Regions from separate parts of the Capra hircus genome. Here region 1 is linked to region 2. The links are chromatin contacts, called in public Hi-C maps. All regions are on one chromosome and are shown on one strand. Each heading gives the region's core, a stretch centred on a gene start, on an enhancer-like site or on the middle of the called end of the contact. The rest is flanking DNA. Distances are from core to core; before and after follow the strand shown.

What was found. Hi-C and Micro-C count contacts between places; a contact is called where the count stands out from the background.
Region 1: a Hi-C map of liver shows a contact between it and region 2, with 4 times the contacts expected there. The contact joins the enhancer-like site here to the promoter of RGSL1 in region 2. A contact is called at or near these places in 2 of 5 Hi-C or Micro-C datasets (blood and liver).

Annotation. Positions count from the first base shown.
Region 1 is chr16:62,457,501-62,462,691 of ARS1.2, reverse strand. No RefSeq gene overlaps it. Among named protein-coding and RNA genes, the nearest start is that of NPL, 12 kb to the left of the region's middle. Within about 2 kb of position 3,156, at least 1 of the 5 cell types and tissues checked has an H3K27ac peak or open chromatin away from gene starts, as enhancers often do.
Region 2 is chr16:62,165,815-62,171,261 of ARS1.2, reverse strand. It overlaps RGSL1 (regulator of G-protein signaling protein-like), which reads right to left and starts at 2,564. Exons shown (of 21, transcript XM_005690946.2): 1 at 2,552-2,564. The coding sequence starts at 2,564.

The DNA of each region.
Region 1 (5,191 bases), core at 1,907-4,406, 290 kb before region 2:
GCCTTGTTGCTGACTTGGACATTCTCTGTTCTGTCTTTAGGCTGATGATCCAACCAGTCCATTCTGAAGGAGATCAGTCCTGGGTGTTCTTTGGAAGGACTGATGCTGAAGCTGAAACTCCAGTACTTTGGCCACCTCATGCGAAGAGTTGACTCATTGGAAAAGACTGATGCTGGGAGGGATTGGGGGCAGGAGGAGAAGGGGACGACCCAGGATGAGATGGCTGGATGGCATCACCGACTCGATGGACGTGAGTTTGAGTGCACTCCAGGAGTTGGTGATGGACAGGGAGGCCTGGCGTGCTGCAGTTCATGGGGTCACAAAGAGTCAGACACGACTGAGCGACTGAACTGAACTGAACCAATGGGTTGCACACATGTTTTGTCACCACCTAATGAGAGGAAAACCCTTTGAAAAAATTTGGGCTTTGTTTGACTGCTAGCAAGGGTGACTTATGAACATGCCATAGGTTGAAAACAGGAGAGAAATGTAACAATATTAATTTTGCTTGGCTGGGCTTCTTTGGTAATCTTCAAATAATTACAAAGGCCAGACCCCCTTTTGAAAGACGTTCAGCCTGCATTGCTGCTGTCTACCTGGTGACTGCATTTGTCTGTGCTCGGTCGTGTCCAACTCTTCGGGACCTCATGGGCTGTAGCCCGCCAGGCTTCTCTGTCCATGGGATTCTCCAGGCAAGCATACTGGAGCGGGCTGCCATTTCCTACTCCAGCGAATCTTCCTGGCCCAGGGATCCAACCCTGGGGTCTTATGTGTCTCTTATGTCTCTTGCATTGACAAGCAGATTCTTTACCGCTGTGCCACCCGATCGTTAGGTCTTTGGGAAGCATACAAGTGAGTCCATTTTCCTTGTGGCAATAGTCTATAACATTCCCCAGGGGTCTCAAAGAGAAATAAGCGTGTCTTCCAAAACATCCCAAAACTCAGTAACTGCTTATATTGTGTTGGCCAAAAAGTTCTTTCGAGATTTTAAAACTCAAAAGAACTTTTCGGCCAACCCAATATTATGAGTAAAGTAAAAACTCACCACCAGGTGGCAGTCTATCAGCGGAAATTACTTTCTCTTTTGATGAATCCTTTCTGGACTGAAAGTTTCTGGGAATATCAGTAAACAATAATAATATTAGCTAATCCTTTCCTTCTCCCATTTCCTCATCCTCCTTTCCCCTTAATCTATGCAGATGAAACCTTTAATTTTAAATCTTGTTTAATCCTTGCCTCTTAATATTAAAAAAAGGATGTATAGAAACACAAAAGCTAGACATGAAAAATTATGTCCCCCACTCCCCCCCGGCAAATTGTAGTCTTTTGTGCTTTAATGATAAAGACGACTATAAGAAGATGCATATTCAGTGGGCTTGACTTTCTGATATGTAGAGGATACTTAAAAATGTGGTTCAAATTTAGTTTGTAAGTATGTTCTCCCTCATGAATAAAAAAGTTCTATGCTTCTTTTCACATTTGAGATGAAGATGGAGCAGTTAGGAGAAATATATTTTGACTCTTTTATGAGGAAAATTTATTATGTGTCCCTTTTGAAAGAAAGGAAATTCACTGAGGTAAGGTCAATTTAATATATTTTTACCCAAGACTGGTTTGATTCTGGGTAAGGCCTGAATTTAGATGCTAACCGTTCAACCTCTAAAGCTTAGGTCCCCTCTGTCAGCTGGTAGCAGGGGTAGGAGCCCAGATGGTCTCTGGAGGGAGACTCAGGGAGGTTTCGCTGGCCCTGTCCCTCCTCCTCCTCTGCACCCAAGCTGTCAGGGTATCATTAGCCTAGACCAGCACTCTCGGATTCCAGCTTTCAGTGGTATTTCCACTGAATCCATCGGCCAAGTTCTTCTGGGTCTACTGGAAAGCTCCCATAAGTTATTCCAGAATCTCACTCTTTATTCCTGTGCCCATTTCTCAGGTCAGTTTGGCTTGTTATAACTAGATTATGTTAGCTCTGAAAGACATACCTACAGTCTACATTTGTAAAGGTGGGCCAAGCAGGTAAAAAACCACGCAAAACGCAGAGCAGTGTTCAGTTCTTCCATCTGTATTAAAAGAAGTAAAGATGTGTGCAGGGATATGCCTATATACGCGAATAGGTTATCTGGAAGGATAACAGTGATGTTCAGAATATTTATGTGGCTCGGCATTGACAAACAGGATGGCTGCTGGCCTTCAAGCTGGAAGGATGCTGGAGACCCCCTGGAATCTAAGCTTTAACCCATTAATGATTGGTTGAAATTCTGGGCAGGCAGCACTTTATGGGCTTGAAGCAGTAGCTACTTATCAACCTGAAAGGAAATATTTAAGAAATTTAACAACTCGCTAGTTGTTTTATACTAGTATATGACAGTAGCTATCAGTCATTTCTCCTGGCAATAGGGATTGAGGAAGGGAGGGACTTATTTTTCAACATGCCTTTTAGGGCTGTTTGAAGTTTTTGTTTCTTTTTTCCACTGAACCATGCACTTGTGGATAGAATTTCATTTTGTTTAGTTCAGGAGAGAAGTCCTGTTTTAAATTTGGTTGAGTATTCCTGTCTGGTCGTCTGACTTCCAGGATGTGCGCAGCCTCGGGGCCATCTTCTTTGGCAGCATCTTCCCGGAAGCTCCTGCATCCAGAGCTTTGCAGCAGCCCGCTCCGTGTCTGGCTGAACTCCTGCTCACCACCACCCAGTCTCCACCCCCACCCCCAAAGTTGTGTCTGAATCTCCTCTTGTTACTTATCTTGGACATCCTATAGCTCTGCCTATCAGACCCATTACTAACTAGTGCACATACCACTCTGCTTAATCTTGTGGCCAGAAAATAAGGGGTTTTTTTGGTGTTCACATAACTTTTGTGCATGTAGAAGGGGATGAGAGAGGATGAGATGGTTGGATGGCATCACCAACGCGATGGACATGAGTTTGAGTAGGCTCCCAGAGTTGGTGATGAACAGAGAACCCTGGCGCACTGCAGCCCATGGGGTCGCAAAGAGTCGGACACGACTGAGCGACTGAACTGAACTGAACCTCTGTTTCCTGCAGTTTTACCTACGCATCAGCGCTGCTGGTAACGGTTATTGTCTTAGTGGTGAGAACTCCCGTTGCACTGGCTGTGCTTCCACCCGCCTGCGGAGTGGGCAGCCCTCCCTCCACGTCTCCCCCAGTGTTCCTGGGAGGCAGGTGGTACCGCTGGTGTTCCCTCCCGTCTTTTCCTGTTAGTCTTCCAGCTCCTTGTTGGTGTCCCCTGCCATGAGGCCACTGGGGGGCAGTGTCTCCCCTCAGCCACTGTCACAGCGCTCTCAGCCAAAGTTGCTCTCTTGGTGCCTAAAGACACAGAAAAGCCCCTTCTTCTTGGCCAGTTTTTCACCCTTGTCTCAAAGTGACATGACTTGTATCCAGCGCCTCACCGACGCTACCCTCTCTGCCTGCAGGCTCTCTGTCCACAGGCTCAGAAATGAGTCTATAGAGCTTAGGCAGGGAGCCAAGGTCAGAGAGAAGACATTTTTTTCTTTCCCATGCCCCATTCTGCACCCCAGGACTGTTCCTTCCTATCATTCCTTTGTCGCAAGCACCTTCAAGCCATCCCTTCCCTTCGGTCTAATCAGCTCCTAACCAGGCCAACTGCTCCCTTAGATTTATCAGACAAAGTTGACTCCTAGTGGTGGGCAACACTGGCCTCAGGCTGACAGCCTGGCCACACACTTTCGAGTCACACTTATCTCCCTGTGTGGTAGTTATCTTTCAGGCTTTCTGCTTCCTCCATCAAACTGTGGGTTCCTACAGTGGGAGTCCCCAGCTCTGGGTGGTAGAGTGGTAGTCACCCTTGTCTCTCCAGCACCCAGGCCTTGCCCGTTACACGGCAGACCTTGATGAATGCTTTTGAGAGAAAAATCGAATTGCTGTTTAGCACAGGTACGCAAAAGGAAACAGTTCATCTTTCCCAAAGGGATACTCAGGCAACCCACGAAGAGGGAGGAAAACTCTTCTTAAAGGGTGTCCTCTGCACAGGCATGGAGAACAAGCTTGTGGACCCAGCGGGGCCGAACTGAGAGTAGCGTTGAAACATATACATTGCCTAGTGTGAAATAGACAGCTGCTGGGAAGCTGCTCTATAACACAGGGAGCTCAGCCCAGTGCTCTGTGACAACCTAGAGGGTGGGATGGGATGAGGGATGGAAGGGAGGTTCAAGAGGGAGGGGACATATGTATACTTATGGCTGATTCACACGGTTGTATGGCAGAAACCAACGCAACTGTGTAATCATCCTCCAATTAAAAATAATTTTAAAAAGGGGGGAGTCATCTATCCTGCAAAGTAGCCGTTCAAAGCTCTTTAGGCTCCTGGGGTCCTCAGGCGGAGAAGATCCAGGGTTAGAGCAGCACTTGGGGGAGGCTTAAGCTGATCTTGTTTTAAGAAAATAACATGTCACAGCTGTGTGACTAGTTGCATTCTGTACCTGCCGATCCAGAAAACAAAGACAAAAACAGAAATGGATACAGTATGGCAAAGCATACTGATCAAAAGGGGGAAAAGCAAATGACACACAGGGACAGAGTATTTTATTTGCATCATCCCTAGTTCAGAGAAATAAGATTAACTCTGTGCCCCATTCATCTACATGTTTATAGCAGAGGTGAAAGAGACAGACTGAGGAATGGATTTGTTAGTGCCGCGTATCGGGTGTTTCTTCACTTATTATTTAGTTGAATAAGTCTGAAGTCATGTGATAGACCATTAAGCATAAACAATCCCTCAACCAAGAAAGATAAAGAAATTGTGTAACTCCCTGACTTTGTTCTCTAAGAAGAAAACCCATGAATCACCGCTGAAGCAGACACTCTTTAACTAGTGTATGAGACAAACAGAGGTGTTTGTTATACTTATTATGATAATAATAATTCTTAACACTTCCTGTGAGGCATGGCACTTGCAGAAATTGGGAAAAATGAGAATATTTCAACAAGCCTATGGACAGAAGTAATATTACAAATAATTACAGTCACTGAAGTAACTTCAGAGATGAGAGTTTAGTTTCAGGGAGAGAGGTTTATTTAGCTATTTGTTAACGATAACAAATAGCTAAATAGCTGGTAAGAAGTCTCTTTAATTTCAAAGCACGACCTCTCCTCTACGCAGTGATGCCTGTCCCGTGGGAGGATTTTATCTTGTAAAATCTTTGGATGAAAAACATC
Region 2 (5,447 bases), core at 1,315-3,814:
TCATTGGCTGGAGGGGCACCCATAATTCAAGCATTTCACATTCTTCCCAGGGAAGAGCATAAGACAACTATTGCCCATCTTCTAAGTTATACTAGTGTGGCCGGAAATGAGGTTAGCTTTGGGCACTCTCACATTACACTATTCACTCCACCATCTTTAATTTATGCAGTCACTTTACCAAGAAACCAAGTCAAATTTCAACTAGTTGGTTTTGGCCCAACATTAAAACCCCCAAAGAGCTTTTTTGGAAAAATATTGGTTATGCAACATATTTATTAATTCTCTCAAGCTTGATCATTGTGCTGCCCAAATTAATACAAGGAAAAAATGCTGACTGTCTCAAAGCCAAGCATAGAGACCACCGGTGGCTTCTCTAAGTTCATTCTAATTCACTGTCTATGCTTTTTAGTGTATAATGTTAACTAGCAAATAGTAAGTTAATTGTCCTATTAATGGCCCAGCATTTTTCTATCATACCTAAAATTTATAATGAAAGACTTACAAAATGAGAAACCTAAATATTAGACACTAGACCTATTTCTCAGTCTAGCCAAATGTGTGATGAGAAGAGTAAGTGTCACTCCACTAGGATGAAGTTACAGTAACATAAGAAAACTAAGAAATTCCCTTTATTGCTTTTCCTAATGATACTTTGGTGGTTATTATTTTCTTGTAATAGAAAGAGAAACCCGGACAATCAAACACTATTATAATAGAACAGATGCCAATTTTTGCCCTCTGTTCTGCAGATGTCTTTTTTGCTATCCAGTGTAAATTTTTATGTTTTTCTGTCTCTCTCTTCAGCCCTCTGCACATCTTTTTATAATTCCCTGATTTATTTCATCTATTCCACATGGATAACTTAAAAATCTATGTTCTCAGTCCAGACTTCTTTCCTTGACTCTAGGTTTCAGTATCCAATGAGCTATGGGATGTTTCCACATGACACCCATCAGGCACTTTCATCTCAACATTTTCAAAGCTGATCTGATAGTTTTTCTTCCCAACCTGCTCATTTTCCTATATTCCCAGTCTCAGTTACTGGAACCAGCATCCAACTGTCTGAACCAGAAACCTGAAAATCATCTTTGATTTCTCTTGCTCTCTGTTTTTCTCTCTCAGCACTCCCACATGCAATGGAGCGGCATGTGCTTTCTCCTTTTATGTATCGATGGCGCCTATTCTTGCATCTCCATCCATAAAGTCACTTTCTTATTTCAGGCCTCTATCATTTCTCATCCAGACTGTTGCATCAGTTTCTTCAAATGTTCTTGCTGTTTCTAATCACTGCCACCATATTATTGCTAAAACTCTTCAGCAATTCTTCATTGTCCTACAAGATAAAGACTAAATTCCTTAGTACAGTATCTAAGGCTTCACCCAATCTGGTTTTCGTGTTCCTTCCAAGCCTCACCTGGGAGGCTCCACTCCATGTTGCCTCCTGTTGACCAGCTAAGACACTGCTCTTTCCTGCACAAGCTATGCACTCTCACATCCAACCTCTGTATCTTTATTCCCACATTCCCATCCCCTGAAACATCCTTTCAACCCCAGGCTGCTTCACAAATTGCTATCTATCAAGAAATGGTTTACATGAAATCTCCCTGGTGAACCAAGAATGGCAGAAGGTACCACAATAGTAAAATTGATCACTGCTCCCCGTCACCTCACACGGTCCTGTACAACTTCCATCACAACCATGAACAAGTCATTCTTTTCACTCACTGATGCATCTGTCTTCCTCATGAGACTGAGCTCCACGAGAGGAGAGACTTTTGTCTGTTCATTGTTTTTCTTCTAGACGCTAACGGTGTTTGCAAAGTGTTCTGTAAGTGCTGGGTGAATTGTTCTTGCAAGAGAAGATCTTCAATCTTCTGGACTCTTGTTCACTTGTTTGTCATTCATAAAGCCTGGTATGGATTTGTTGAACAGATTATTGAGAGGATCTGACCGCAGGAAAGCGGTGTTTGGAAGAAATTTCTCAGTCGATTGTTTTGTAGCCACACAAACACTGATGGTGAAAGGGACGGGACTGTGGCAGCGCTCGGTACTAACAAAGCAGTCTTCATGGGGTGTAGGAAAAAGGCTCTCCGCATACTCCCCTTCCCCATCCTGCACTCCTGTTTCTCCATTCTTACCTGTTCTGCCTTCAAACTTCAGAATAATCTGAGGTTTTCAACATTCATTCTATACAATAGTGATACTGACTCGGTAATAAAGAAATTGTTGGATAACCCCAAACCTCATGCCAGCCTTCTCCCTGGAAGAGGTATGACACGCAATGGTCGATATGCATGTTAATTCTTTCCTCTTAGGTATTCCTCCTAGTTGCCTTTGTTGTGTTATCAATGGGACCTTATCTGATCCTCAAAGATCTGATGGCATGGGGTGGGGGAAGGGGAAGAGAGAGAAGAAAAACAACGGGCGCGAATAACACAGAGTCTACATGTGGTGTCCCTGACTGACTCATTCCTGTTGACACTGCAAAGGTGAGTGGTTTGCCTTACTTGGGGTGCTCAAAGCTGCTGAGACATCCCTTTCAGAGACTCACCAGCATTGCTCATGTCGCCTTGCTCTTCCTGCTACTGATTGTTTAGGAGCGGAATCAGCACCCAGTCAACAGAACCCTGCCGCTTACGAATGCACAGTGACACCTCCTGCTAGGGGTTCCAGATTCTATGCCTCTGGTGTTGAACTCAAGCTGAAGATAAATCTTCTTTTAACTGAGCTCCTGAATTCTCTAAACTATACAGACTCTTCCTATACCTAGGGCTTTAGTCCATACTATTTGGTGTGCATTGACAGTTTCCTTTTAATTGTTGTCTAATTATAGATCCTGAGTTGAAGTTCTGTCTCTTGAACTTGACTTCATTCTTTGAGGGAGTAGGAATCTGTTAACTTCTGATGTGTCTTTTGGATCTAATATCCTTCTAGAAATTTAACTGGTATTCAATAAATATTTAATGACTTGACTCTCAGATAAGCTGGAAAATTCAACCTAATATCCATGCTGTTTTCTACCCCTTCTCTTCTTTTGCAGATAGTTTCCTCTGGTTGGTTGTGGGTTTGAAAAGAGATTGAACACACATTAGCTTTCATGTAGAAGAATTAGACTACGATTCTCATTCAGTTCTTAGTGATGCAAAATAGGGGTTATCATCACCTCCTTTTCAATGCAAAATAGTAAATGCAACACTGAGATTGGACTCTGCCTATCTGATTCAAGAGCTTGTGTTATTTCAAATATGCCAGTAAATCAAACCTTCCTTTCATGTGAAAAACATACTTTAATGGGGTTAGAAATAACTCTCCTGGACTTTCTCATAATAATGTAATTTTCTGTATAATTTCTTCCACTACTTCTTATGTATATCCTTATATGTTTAATTAGACTTTCCCATAGATGTTATAAAGTAAGATGTAAACAATATCTGTATGGAAAGGAGCTACTTAGAAAAAGGTATCCCACATATCTAAGAAATTAAGTGTAAGACTGAAAAAAAGCTATTCAACATTTTCATCTAATCACAGCATACAGATGAACTGGAGATTTTCTGTGACCAGTTTTGATCAAGAATGTTATATTCCTGATCAATTCCTCATTCATTTAGGCCAATTACTCCAAGAAAATAGAGGTAAGCAAGAGGCAATATGGGAAAGTTATAATTCTTTCATTTTAATTTTTCTCAGGATGGTATGTGTGTGTTTAGTCTCTGTCATGTCCAGCTCTTTGCAACCCCATGGATTGTAGCCTGCCAGGTTCCTCTGTCCATGGGGATTCTCCAGGCAAGAATACTGGGGTGGGTTGCCATGCCCTCCTCCAGGGGATCTTCCCAATACAGGGATCAAACCCAGGTCTCCTGCACTGCAGGCAGATTCCTTACCAACTGAGACACCAGAAGCCCAAGGATGGTATAAATGGTATAATGTTTTTTCAATTGTAAACTGGGCTAGGCCTTCTTCTGGGGTCATGAGCAACTCAAAGACAAGAGCACAAAGTCTTTTGTCTACATGGAAAGAGTCTTAGAGATGAAAAACAATAAGAAATGATGAGAAAATAGAAATTTCTAACATATTCCCAAAGTACCAAGGTCTAAAACATTTGTCACAAGTTGGAAATTTGGAACTCAGCATAAATTTACTCACAGAGAACGACCTGTTGTAAGACAAGTGTTCAGAATATTTTAATGTGGAAATTAACTTTTGTCACTCATTTTTTATTGCCTTCAAATGGATTTGAAGACTAAGCTCATGTTCACTTGAAGGAGAGGCAAGTCATTTTGGGTAGTCCCAGCTTTGGGTCTGATTTGCACATTTAGATCCCTCCTCACACTGTCCTGGGATACACATAAATCAGCCCCAAGAGGATCTGAACACCGAAGGGGTCAGGAATAAGCACATTGACTTGGGGTTTTGTGGAGTTTTGTTTTGGTTACTCAGTCTCTGACCATTCTCCTTATTTGAGATGAAAACCCGTGTAAGTCTTGGAGGGACTATCTCCCATTATAAATGCTTGAGGGACCAGACAGCCTCTCTGCTCTCCTGGCAGCAAAGACTTGGACACCTGTCCTAGATTCAACAATCAGATCCTCCATCCAGAACTTTTTATTTTTAAGGGGTGACTCAAAAGCTCAGGGGCAAGGAGCGACAATGCATGGCCTATGAAAGCAAATGCTCACTGGTGATGGTGCCAGCAGAAGTGGCAGGCTGGAGATGGCCACAAAGGTGGGAAGAAGATGCTGTGGCTGCAGATTAGCTTTGATTTTGTTGGAGCAAAAACATAAACGAGTGAATGGCTTTTGGCACATACCAACCAAACAGACCTGCAAGAATTAAATAATTTTGGTTATTCTTTAGCTGTTACTGCTAATAAACACTTATAACTGGACATGTCCGTCACAAAGCTTCACAAAGCTAATTGCTCTCTGACTCCATATAGATTATACTCTGTACCTGGCATTCTTCTCCCCCTACACTCTCTTCCAGCATTCTGCATTTCAGAAAGAAGGTCCAGGACTGATAACTTCAGGGACACCAGGCCTAGTTGCTGAGTTGCCTGATGCTAGCTGTGGTCATTTTGAAACTTTGCAGGAGAAAAAAAAAACATGCAAGACCTTCATAAGGATATACAACCTTTCCCTATTCCTGAGAGATGGTGGCACAGTTATTGAGGTGCTAGCCTGTTATGTTTCACTTTTGCCTGGCAAAAATAATAAAGATACTCTTTCTATTTTCTCCAAATTCTGTCTCTGTATTTCTATTTGGCATCAGTGGACTGGGAGCCAAGATTTTGGCAACAATTTTTAATGTGAGGTGCTGCTAACCACCAAAGGTAAAGTATATGTTGATATCATAATAGTAACTACGGGGGCTTCCCTGGTGGTCCAGTGGCTAAGACTCTGTGCTCCCAGTATAGGGGCTCTAGTTCACATGCCACAACTAAGAGT